Linked DNA regions of Gossypium hirsutum: all the other regions are linked to region 1. A link is a contact called in public Hi-C data. All regions are on one chromosome and are shown on one strand. Each heading gives the region's core, a stretch centred on a gene start, on an enhancer-like site or on the middle of the called end of the contact. The rest is flanking DNA. Distances are from core to core; before and after follow the strand shown. Region 1 holds the start of LOC107945347 (probable LRR receptor-like serine/threonine-protein kinase At4g37250). Region 2 holds the start of LOC121224077. Region 3 holds the start of LOC107945354 (protein CONSERVED IN THE GREEN LINEAGE AND DIATOMS 27, chloroplastic). Region 4 holds the start of LOC107932953 (cysteine proteinase COT44-like).

Evidence for each region. A called contact is a pair of places that touch in the nucleus more often than the background predicts.
Region 2: a Hi-C map of leaf shows a contact between it and region 1, with 2.6 times the contacts expected there. The contact joins the promoter of LOC121224077 here to the promoter of LOC107945347 in region 1. A contact is called at or near these places in 4 of 34 Hi-C or Micro-C datasets (hypocotyl and leaf).
Region 3: a contact with region 1 is called in a Hi-C map of leaf, with 1.5 times the contacts expected there. The contact joins the promoter of LOC107945354 here to the promoter of LOC107945347 in region 1. A contact is called at or near these places in 2 of 34 Hi-C or Micro-C datasets (both in leaf).
Region 4: a Hi-C map of leaf shows a contact between it and region 1, with 2.2 times the contacts expected there. The contact joins the promoter of LOC107932953 here to the promoter of LOC107945347 in region 1. A contact is called at or near these places in 2 of 34 Hi-C or Micro-C datasets (both in leaf).

Annotation. Positions count from the first base shown.
Region 1 is chrD12:30,035,208-30,037,751 of Gossypium_hirsutum_v2.1, reverse strand. LOC107945347 (probable LRR receptor-like serine/threonine-protein kinase At4g37250) reads left to right here and starts at 1,269. Exons shown (of 2, transcript XM_016879307.2): 1 at 1,269-2,544. The coding sequence starts at 1,731.
Region 2 is chrD12:30,397,616-30,400,159 of Gossypium_hirsutum_v2.1, reverse strand. LOC121224077 reads right to left here and starts at 1,276. Exons shown (of 2, transcript XM_041106580.1): 1 at 846-1,276; 2 at 145-503. The coding sequence starts at 1,029. The coding sequence ends at 319.
Region 3 is chrD12:29,725,809-29,728,352 of Gossypium_hirsutum_v2.1, reverse strand. LOC107945354 (protein CONSERVED IN THE GREEN LINEAGE AND DIATOMS 27, chloroplastic) reads right to left here and starts at 1,280. Exons shown (of 7, transcript XM_016879321.2): 1 at 628-1,280; 2 at 273-425; 3 at 57-134. The coding sequence starts at 858.
Region 4 is chrD12:30,319,585-30,322,128 of Gossypium_hirsutum_v2.1, reverse strand. LOC107932953 (cysteine proteinase COT44-like) reads left to right here and starts at 1,278. Exons shown (of 4, transcript NM_001327358.1): 1 at 1,278-1,802. The coding sequence starts at 1,331.

The sequences.
Region 1 (2,544 bases), core at 20-2,519:
ATGATTAATTACTCTTAATTGCTTACTTTTAACTTGACATAAATTAAATTACTTTGACTAATTTACTTAATTTGAGAGATAATTATAAATTTGTTTATGGAATTTCAAGTAAATGAAGCACACCAAACAAGGCAGGCAGAAAAAATATTTTATGTATTCTCCTGTGTTTTTTAATAGCCTTAATTATATTATAGCAATGTAGGTAAAGCTGCCACAAACAATTAAAAAGAAGATGAAATAAATCAAACCCCAGGTGTGAACAAAATTACAAGTTTAGATCTTAAGATTCTGCAAAGATGGAGTGGGCATTTGCTGAGAGACGAAGAAGAATCCAAAAGCTTTCCCCCATTGTCTTCAAACTCAAATCTGCCAATAAATTAAAAAAATGGGAAATCTAGGACCCATAGCTGGAATCTTACAAAATGTTGAGAAGAAATTAGCTATGGACAGCCTGATCAACTTGTATGCTGCCAAAACCAGGACTATTTGGACAGGCATATACCTGATTGATTATAGGTCGAAAAGTGTTTTTTTTTTTTACAGAATAGTTTTAAATTTGGAGCTTCATTGTTTTCTTGAAAGCACTGAACCGAGTGTTGGTCGCTCATGGTTAGGGGCCCTGTTGAAATCACTTTCCTGAGGGAGGAATTTTCATGTTTTAAGGATATATAGGCTATAGGAGATGTAAATGTATGATTTTATTTAAGGATGATGGCAGATGGTCAAATTTTTGAAAAGGGTGGAGCAATGAATGAAGACCTAAAATTCTAATAAAACCATTAATGACGCTCTGGAGGATGATTTTAGGGTCCCCTTCACAATTATGTTGCCCCTACATCAATGTTTTTTTGATTCATTTTCCCTCCCAAATTTTCTTTCCCTGCCACCCCCCAAGTTGATTTTGATAGGAAATGCACACAGTATGTTTCTTACACACAATCATCTAAATTTGACGAAACATATAAAATTATTGATGTATGACCGATCGAGATTTGAGGAATATATGCTCATTCTCTTGTCTTTGTAACCCCCTTCTTTTTTCTTTTTGAAAGAATCCCACCTTCGCAGTTTACTTTTATAGACATGATAATTCAAGTTTACATTAATAATTTCTATTAGATAAATTTTAACATATTTACCTAGAGAAATATTTGGTACAATCTACAAATTAATTTTTTCATAAAAAGTACACAATATTCACCCTTAAATCATATTAATTTTCTACTAATAAATATTCTCCCATTAAATTAATTTAAATATTTCCCAAAAAAGAAGAAAAAAGAAAAGAGTTTGATTAAAGTCAATTCAAGAGAGAACAGTGCAACCTTTTCATCTTGACATGGATGTCTTGTAGCAAAGATGCTATTCTAAAATTCTCATCTTGTAGCCTATAGGCTATAGCTTTACTTGATTTATTTATTTCTAAAACCAACTGTGAGATCATCAGCAAATAATCATTTCGATCAAACCTTAAAAAACCATATATTTTGCATATATATATGCAGATAGCTGCCAATCCAGAACATTTTTGGCTATATGAGACAAGTTTGTTTTTATTGAGCTGTGTATATATATTTTACTTTTTAGCTAACTTTCATCACATGGCCTCTCTGCAACTTCATTAACATAAATGATAAATCTCAGTTAGTTCCTTTCTCTCTCGTCTCCTTCCTCCCTTCTCTCTTTGTGTCTACTTTCACACAAGAAATGTGTGATCAGTTTGACAAATCATGAGTTCCTCCTCCAGTCTTAAACTCCATTTATGGTGGAGAATTCTTCTTGTGGTTGAGTTTCTTGTGGTTCAAGCTTTGGGGTTAAACACAGATGGGATTCTCTTGCTATCTTTCAGGTATTTGATTCTTAGTGATCCTCTAAATGTGTTACAAAGCTGGAACTCCGCCGACCAGAAGCCTTGTTCTTGGAATGGAGTAACTTGTGGAGCAGTAAGCAACTCAATTAAAGGCGACCTTCGAGTTACAGGCTTGTCTCTTCCCAATTCTCAGCTTCTTGGTGCAATTCCATCCGATCTGGGCTTACTTCAACACCTTCAGAATCTTGATCTTTCCAACAATTCTCTCAATGGGTCTCTCCCTGTTTCCTTATTCAATTCGACCCAGATTCGGTTTCTTGATTTGTCGAACAATTTGATTTCCGGTGGAATACCAGAAACCATTGGAACTCTGCAAAACCTTCAATTCCTTAACCTTTCCGATAATGGATTGACGGGGGCTTTACCTGCAACTCTTACTACTATCCAGAATCTAACAGTTGTTTCTCTGAAGAACAATTACTTTTCAGGGAATCTCCCAACTAGCTTCCAATCTGTTCAAGTTTTAGATCTCTCTTCCAATCTTGTTGAGGGTTCCTTGCCACCAAACTTCGGAGGCAGCAACCTCAACTACTTGAATTTTTCTTACAACAGACTTTCCGGGAAAATTCCACCAGAATTCGCCGAGAAAATCCCTAGTAACGCAACCATTGATCTTTCCTTCAACAATCTTACAGGAGAAGTTCCGGATTCCGTCGTTTTCAAGAACCAAGATT
Region 2 (2,544 bases), core at 27-2,526, 360 kb before region 1:
CCATAAACTTCTCAACCAAATCTTCTAACTAGCTCTCACTATTTCAATTCCCATTAACCATATAACTAAAATTACTATGAGACAACCAACCACTTAAGAACCGGAAAAGACGAGGGGAATTTGTTTTTACCTTGCTACCGAATGAAATCGAGAGCGGGCAATGATTGGATTTGATTCTCAGCATATGGAAAACAACAATATTTGGGAACATTATCTCCCAACGAGAATTGCATAAGGATTTATTAAGATGTTCAAATATATTCCCTCTATTCCAAGTGAATTTGGGACCTTTAGATTCAGGATCCTTCAACTCACAGACTAAACATACCTGCTGGAAAGCTGGATAACAACAACCCTATTCGAGCCACCTTTTTTTCTCATCCTCATCAAGCAAAGCATTAAAATCCCAGTAATCAACCAAGGGAGATTAATATTTGTAGCAATGCAGCTTAGGCCATACCATAAATCCTTCCTCAAATTTCTACGGGGACTCCCATAAACACCTATAAAGAACACCAAATCTATAACATCATCAAATTTAATTTTCATGTGAATAAACTGCATATGATTAACCATAACTTCGACACGGATATTATCTTTGCATAGAACCCAAATTCCACCTGAATATCCCACAGCTTCCACTTGATGCGAATAAGGCACACCAATACTTTTAATTACTCTATCAGTTTTTAATCCACTAATTCGGGTTTCCATCAAAACCATAACACAAGGATCTACTTCATGTAAATACTCCATATTTCTACCAAAATTAGGGTGCCCAGCACCTTGGTAATTCTATAAAAAAATTCTTGACATTATAAAAATCAAAATAAAAAAGGCCAAACCTTTGAGGGCACCATCACTCTTCTGATGAATCGTCCATGAGTATCGCGTCGCTTTCACCCCATGGACCACTCCTGATGGTCGACCTTGAATTTGTCCATTGTCAGCTTGGTCCAACACCACCAGTTCTGTGTTCCCCTCTCGCGTATTCACAACTTTACCCTCCACTTTCAGACGATCCACCATTCCTTAGATAACCTGTCAAACAGGAACCATGCCAGCTAGGACATCAAGATTATCCCCATCTCCTCTGGACTTAGAGCTCAAAGTATTATTACTCTTATTTTCCTTCAAAAAAGGAAGGAGTGTAGAACGAGGAATAATATTTTTGATGCCCAGTTCATTTCCCATAAGAGGAGAAGAACCAATCAGATCATTTGAGTTTTAGTTTTCTTTGAAATTATGAACTGAGTGAAATTTTCGATCCAATATTCCTTGGTTACCATTGGTACCAAATGTAGGTAGCCTAGAGCCCACTTTCAACCCAATCTTGAGAGTTCTAGAGCTCATCCCAGTCTTCTCAATTCCACCCTCTGATTCTCTAGTCTAGGCCCACCCACAGCCTACTTATTAGCCTACCATTTAACATCTACAACCCATTTTTTATAGCCTTTATCTTTAGTATTCTTCCCTTTATTACCCCCCATCAAATTCTCTTTCATTCATAATCTTTGTAACAGATGCAGTGAGCTTTTCTTAACCCTCACCCAATAATTCTGCAGGTAAATTAGCTCTTTGTTCCTTCTATTTCCCGCAATTAAAAATACCTGCACCATTCTCATCGAGATCCAAAAAGATGTTTCCTTTTCCACACTCTTGTCCATCATTGTTTCTCTAATTTTGTCTACAACTCCGATAATTCACAATCATCCAATCACCGAACCTTTCATTCTTAACCCGTTCTTGAATTGATCCAGTGTTTTCATGTTGGTCCAATCTAATAAGATCCTTAGCTTCACCCGATCCTTTCTCAATATTCTCCATTATCTTTGATTGATCTCCATTATCTTTGATTGAGAATAATCTTCTTTCAAGTGCCCAAAGGTGCCACAGCCAAAACAAACTGTTAGAAGATATTCATACTCCACTCTATGGATCCTACTAGTGATTCTTATTCTGGAAATGAACGGCTTGCTTAAGTCGATTTGAACTACAAATCTGGAAAACTGACCCCCTGCTCCTTTATCCGTCATTAAATCAATTTTGATTACATTCCCCACCATTTCATCGATGGCTTGGAGAATACTTCTCTTGTACAATGATCCTGATAAACCCTGTATACGAACCCACACAACAACACTATGAGGGAACAATTGTAATGGAGAAAACTACTTCGCCCAAGGTTGAACCATTAGATACTGTTCGTAAATCACCCATGGACCATTCGAAAGAATGTTGCTATATTCCACAAAAGATTCAAACTTAGCTAGAAAATAGTCTTTTTCAATATCCATAAGTTGGAATCACATAGATGGTTTCCATAACGAAACTTTGTTCCATAAGACATTGTATCCTATCTTCCCCCTAAATGTTTGATGACCACATTATTTGACACGCTCTCCTCAGTTATTGAATAGATTCTATTCGAAAAACTAATTAATGGAACTCCATCAATATTTTCATTTCTTATATCTCCATCCATTAAATCAATATCATCATTTGCCCACTTATTATTCAGAGAATTATTCAACGAATTCAAAT
Region 3 (2,544 bases), core at 31-2,530, 310 kb after region 1:
GATTAACAAATGGCCATGACTGAAACAGTCTAAAAACTTGAAGAAGATAAACATACCAGATAAATTCTTAATACAATCAGTGACACGAGGAAGAGAGTTCCTGTTCCAGCTGCAAGCACAAATCTTAAAGGTTCCTGCAAGGTGTGAATTAGAACGTTATTTGGACCAATTATACTGTGTCGTACCGGAATGTTTTCGATAAGGGTATGCTTGTTCCAATATGTGTTGGAACATAAATAATTAAGGAAAATGACGAGTCTGAATAACATTACTCTTGAAGGATTAAAGCTTGCAGCTGCTATTGGGACTCCAAGAACCGTGAAAGTTACCAGCCAGAGTCCTCCTAGTCGAAGGAAAAATTGGCCTGGTCCCAGTTCGCCCCATGAATACAGAGGTCCATCTTTCAGGGACGAGTACTCATTCACCTATTTCGCCAAACAGATAATGGTGAGTATGATCATATATATATATATATATAAGAAATGCATTGATAACAGTATAGATTAGATAGCCTACAAGACATGTTACATCCGACTCAGAATCCATGTATGCCTAGCAAATCACAAGCTTTTCCATGCTTTCAAAGGAACTTTGAGATTTTAGTTACAGTAAATGCGCAGAACATACCGGTCTTTGTTCAAAAGGGACCTCAATTTCCAAGCCAGGTTCCCAGCTCCGGCCTTGAAAGCCGCCGCTCATACCACCGTCCATCTCATCTTTTAACGCCCTGACTGAAACCCGACGAGGCAGCTTGGGTCCACCACGGAACTTAGGTAAGCCTGAACCATAACTACTCCCAAGCTTAATATGTTCCGGAATAGGAATATTTAGAGAACAATAAACATTTAACCTAAGCATCTATCTTTCTCAACTAAGTTCGAAGCAGGCGACTATATGTTTTAGGAGCAAGAAACAGGAGAGGCGAAGAGAAGAGATCGCAACAGTTGATAATTGAGTTAATTTCTTTATAAAGAAAAAACATGGTTTAGTGTTAAATAATGTACGTGGAGCAGAAACAACCATAGAATTAGTTTGTGTTTTTTTGTCTTGTTCCATTGATGGGTTCTTAATAATGGGACCTATCTTTGAAATATATCTCGCCATTAAACTGCCTTTTTTGTGTGTGTGTGTGTGTGTGTGTGTGTGTGTGTGTGTGGTAGGAGAAGTGAAGATGGGAAGGTGTTGCTTAATGAAGGCAAACTGTGACAGTAATTGAGAAGCACGCTATCTTTTGTGTATTCCTGGTGTTTCCACGAGCGAGAGTTTATTAGATTGTGAGAACCATGGATCCAGGGTTGTCCCCCCATCATGACTTAGGCCTTTCCACGATCAAAATTTTTGGGTTGGGTTCCGCTACAAATTATAAAACATTATTATTTCAAAATATTTTATACTGTAATTTAAATTAAAATTAAAAATTACCAATAAGTAGTTGCAAGAAGTGAAAGTGAATTTCTTTTCCAAGCATTTGGACCAAATTCAAGTTTTGGCGTTGACATTGTTTAGATTGTTGACCTGTAATTAGTTGTTAGGTAACAAGCTAGGTATTAACAAAAGTAATTGGAGAAGTTGACACTTCTATAGGGGACATGCAATTCGATTTATCTACATCTGTGGAGCTTAGCTCAGTGAGAAGTATCTACTATTTTCAAACATTTACAACCAATGATTCTAAACCTATCATACCCCAGTGACAATTTACTCACACTTGTACCTTTAAAGACTAGAAATCTTACACTAAATTCTCCCCCTTGGAGAACTTAGCTTGTAAAATCACAACACAAAGGTTTTACAATCAAATGCACTCACCAAATAATATTTCATAAATAAGGATTGCTGGCAACTAAGTGTGGCCAGGCCGTGTGACTCACACGGCTGAGACACATGCCCGTGTCTCAAGCCGTGTAACAATCGAAATAGGGACACACGACCGTGTCCCAGCCCGTGTTCGTGCCCATGTAACTCTCTGAGTTGAGTCACATGGCCAAGCTACATGCCCGTGTGCCAGGCCGTGTAACTCTCAAAATAGCTCCACACGCCTGTGTCCCACACCGTATTTTAGGCCGTGTAACAACCTGACTTGCATGCAACTAAATCTACAGGAGACACACGTCCATGTCGCTTGGCTGTGTTTCACACACGGCTAAGTCACACGTCCGTGTCTTAAGCTGTGTGGACATGAAATTGGCCAAATTCAAGCCATTTCCAACAACTATTCATGCATCCACCAAAAAAACTTTTAGTGCACATTATCAAAGCATTAAAACCTTATCAAAACTTACATATAATGACCAATTTAATGATCCCAAATGAATCAACCAATATGCCAATCAAGGCACCTCAAACGCAAATATTTAAACTTACCTAAACATGCATTTATTTGATCTCATTTCTATCCTCGAACCTAATTCAACTTCTAACAAATCAAACATCAAATTTGACCATTACTATTCCAATACAAAACATGTCATTTGAGCCATTCAAAACATACAACATGATATAGTCACAATGACACAAACTAATAAGGCATCAAATGTACCAACA
Region 4 (2,544 bases), core at 29-2,528, 280 kb before region 1:
ATTACTGATAAGTTATCATATTTGTATAATAGATTCTGGAATTTTGAAGTACAAAAAATATTATCTTGGGATGCTCATATTGAAACCCCCGAAAAGAAATTTTTGATTGGGAGCAAGGAAATCAATTAAGTGTTCTATTTTACAAATTTCAGCAAATTGGCTTTTTTTTTTTTTAATTTGAATGAAAAGGTTGCACTGAATTTCATAAGATGAGAAACGAGAAAACAACATGACAGCATGTGAGTGGTATGGGGGCGTAGCGTATGATAAACCAACAAGTTGGAATATTAGACCAGATTCTAGGTTTATACATTTTGCAACTTGCAACTATATCTGTTTCTATTATCTTGACTTAAATAGATAGACGGATTTAAACTATATTTTTCTAATATTTTATTTTTAATATTGTATTAAAAAATATAATTGTGTAACTCTTTTCTACTCCAATATTAATTAGGGTGAATTATACTAAGATAGATTAAACTATTAGTAAATTTACATTTTGGTCATTTAATTTTTAAAATTATAAAATAATCATTAAATTATTTGAAAGTTTTTTTTAATCACTAAATTATTCAAAAAAAAATTATTTAAATTATCAGGTTGTTAAGGTTTTTTTTTTAAAGTTTAGCTAACAAGTTCCATGATTTGATGATTGGTACGATTGATTAGTACTCATCAATAAGTAAAAGATGATATCTTAGATTCAAGTCGAAAGTTGTTTGAATTTTAGTTAACAAATGTGATGTTCAAAATTATTTTATAAAAAAAATTGAATCGTAAAAAGAAGAAAAAGAAAACTTTCAATTAATGTGAATGATAGAAGTAACTGGTTTACTAGTAAAAAAGCGAAAATGTAGATGGACTTCCTGCTCTTGAAAATAGCAAAAGAGTTGAGAATGCTTTTCCTTTTATTTTCTTTTCCATCTCAGATTCCAATTCTACTGAACATTTTAGGTTGGAATCTGACTGGTAGATGAAGAGTAAAGGAAACCCCTTCCTCTAAGTAAAAGGATAATTTTTCACCCTTAAATATATATTTAAAAATAAATTTAATTTTCCGATAGTGTGCTTTATCCAAGTTCCAAAGGACTCGGCTGCCCCTTCGCTCTTTTATTCCTTTTTCTCATACAATATACATTGAAGGATCCAACAACACCGAAAGCCTCTTCTTTTTCAAATATAATTATCCAACCGTCATTCATGTTCTACCCTTTTGAATTATTAAACCATTTCCATCGTCTTTATAAACCCCCTCAACCTCTCTTCTTTTCTTCATCAATTCAATTTCCTCAACCCTTTCTCTCCAGCGACCCTTCTCAAATCTCCCATGGAATTAACCCTTCTTTTCCCCCTTTTCTTCTTCACCTTATCTTCTGCTACATACATATCCACTCTAACCTTAAACCAAAACCATCCATCATCATCATCAAGCTGGAGAAGCGATGATGAAGTGATGGGGTTGTACAAATCTTGGGTCATCCAACATGGCAAAGCTTACAATGGCATCGGTGAAGAAGAGAAAAGGTTCGAAATCTTTAAGGATAACTTGAGATTCATTGATGAACATAACTCTAACAACAACACTACATATAAGCTTGGGTTGAACAAGTTTGCTGATTTAACCAACCAAGAGTACCGAGCCAAGTTCTTGGGCACCAGGACTGACCCTAGACGTCGACTCATGAAGTCCAAGATCCCCAGCTCACGTTACGCTCACCGTGCCGGCGATAACTTGCCGGATTCAGTAGACTGGAGAGATCATGGAGCTGTTAGTCCGGTCAAGGATCAAGGATCTTGTGGTGAGTGAATTTTTATGTAATTTCTAACTTCAAAATGAAAATAATTATATCCATGCACTTCTTTTTTTTAATTATTGAAGTATCCTAATCTAACATCAAATAAGAATATGAGATTACTTGTGACTTAAGGCTTCATGCTAATTTCATGATCCGTCCAAAAAACAAATTCATGATTTCTTTTCATTCTTTAATTTTCCTTTATCCTCTTATCAAAAACCGGACTACGGATTGGCGGCAGAATGGTAGTTATGAAAATGGAACGGTAGTTTGGTAGTTGGGGCTTTTTAAGTCACATTAAAACATTAGATTTTTTTTTACATTTACTTTTTACAGGGAAAATTATCATACGTTATCTATTATAAATACACATTAGATTTATGAAATGTGAATAAAAAAATAATGTGATAAATATATTTATTAAAATTTTATAAAATATAATTGATATTTTACTTACAACGATCATGTATTGTGTTTCAGGTTTAAATCTTATTTTTATTTATTGTATAAAAGGATAAAAACACCCACATAATATATAACTTAAGGAATTTTAATAATTTCATAAAGGAGTTGGTGTATCAACTGATAAAACAATTAAAATTAGTGTATATATAAATTTCACAAATAAAGCTAAAAACCAATTAAAAAGCTAAAATACTAAGGATTTTGCTACTTTATTTAGAGGAGTCTTCATACTTCCATTACATACAAATGAACTCATAAACTTTAATTTTAGTAAATAAGT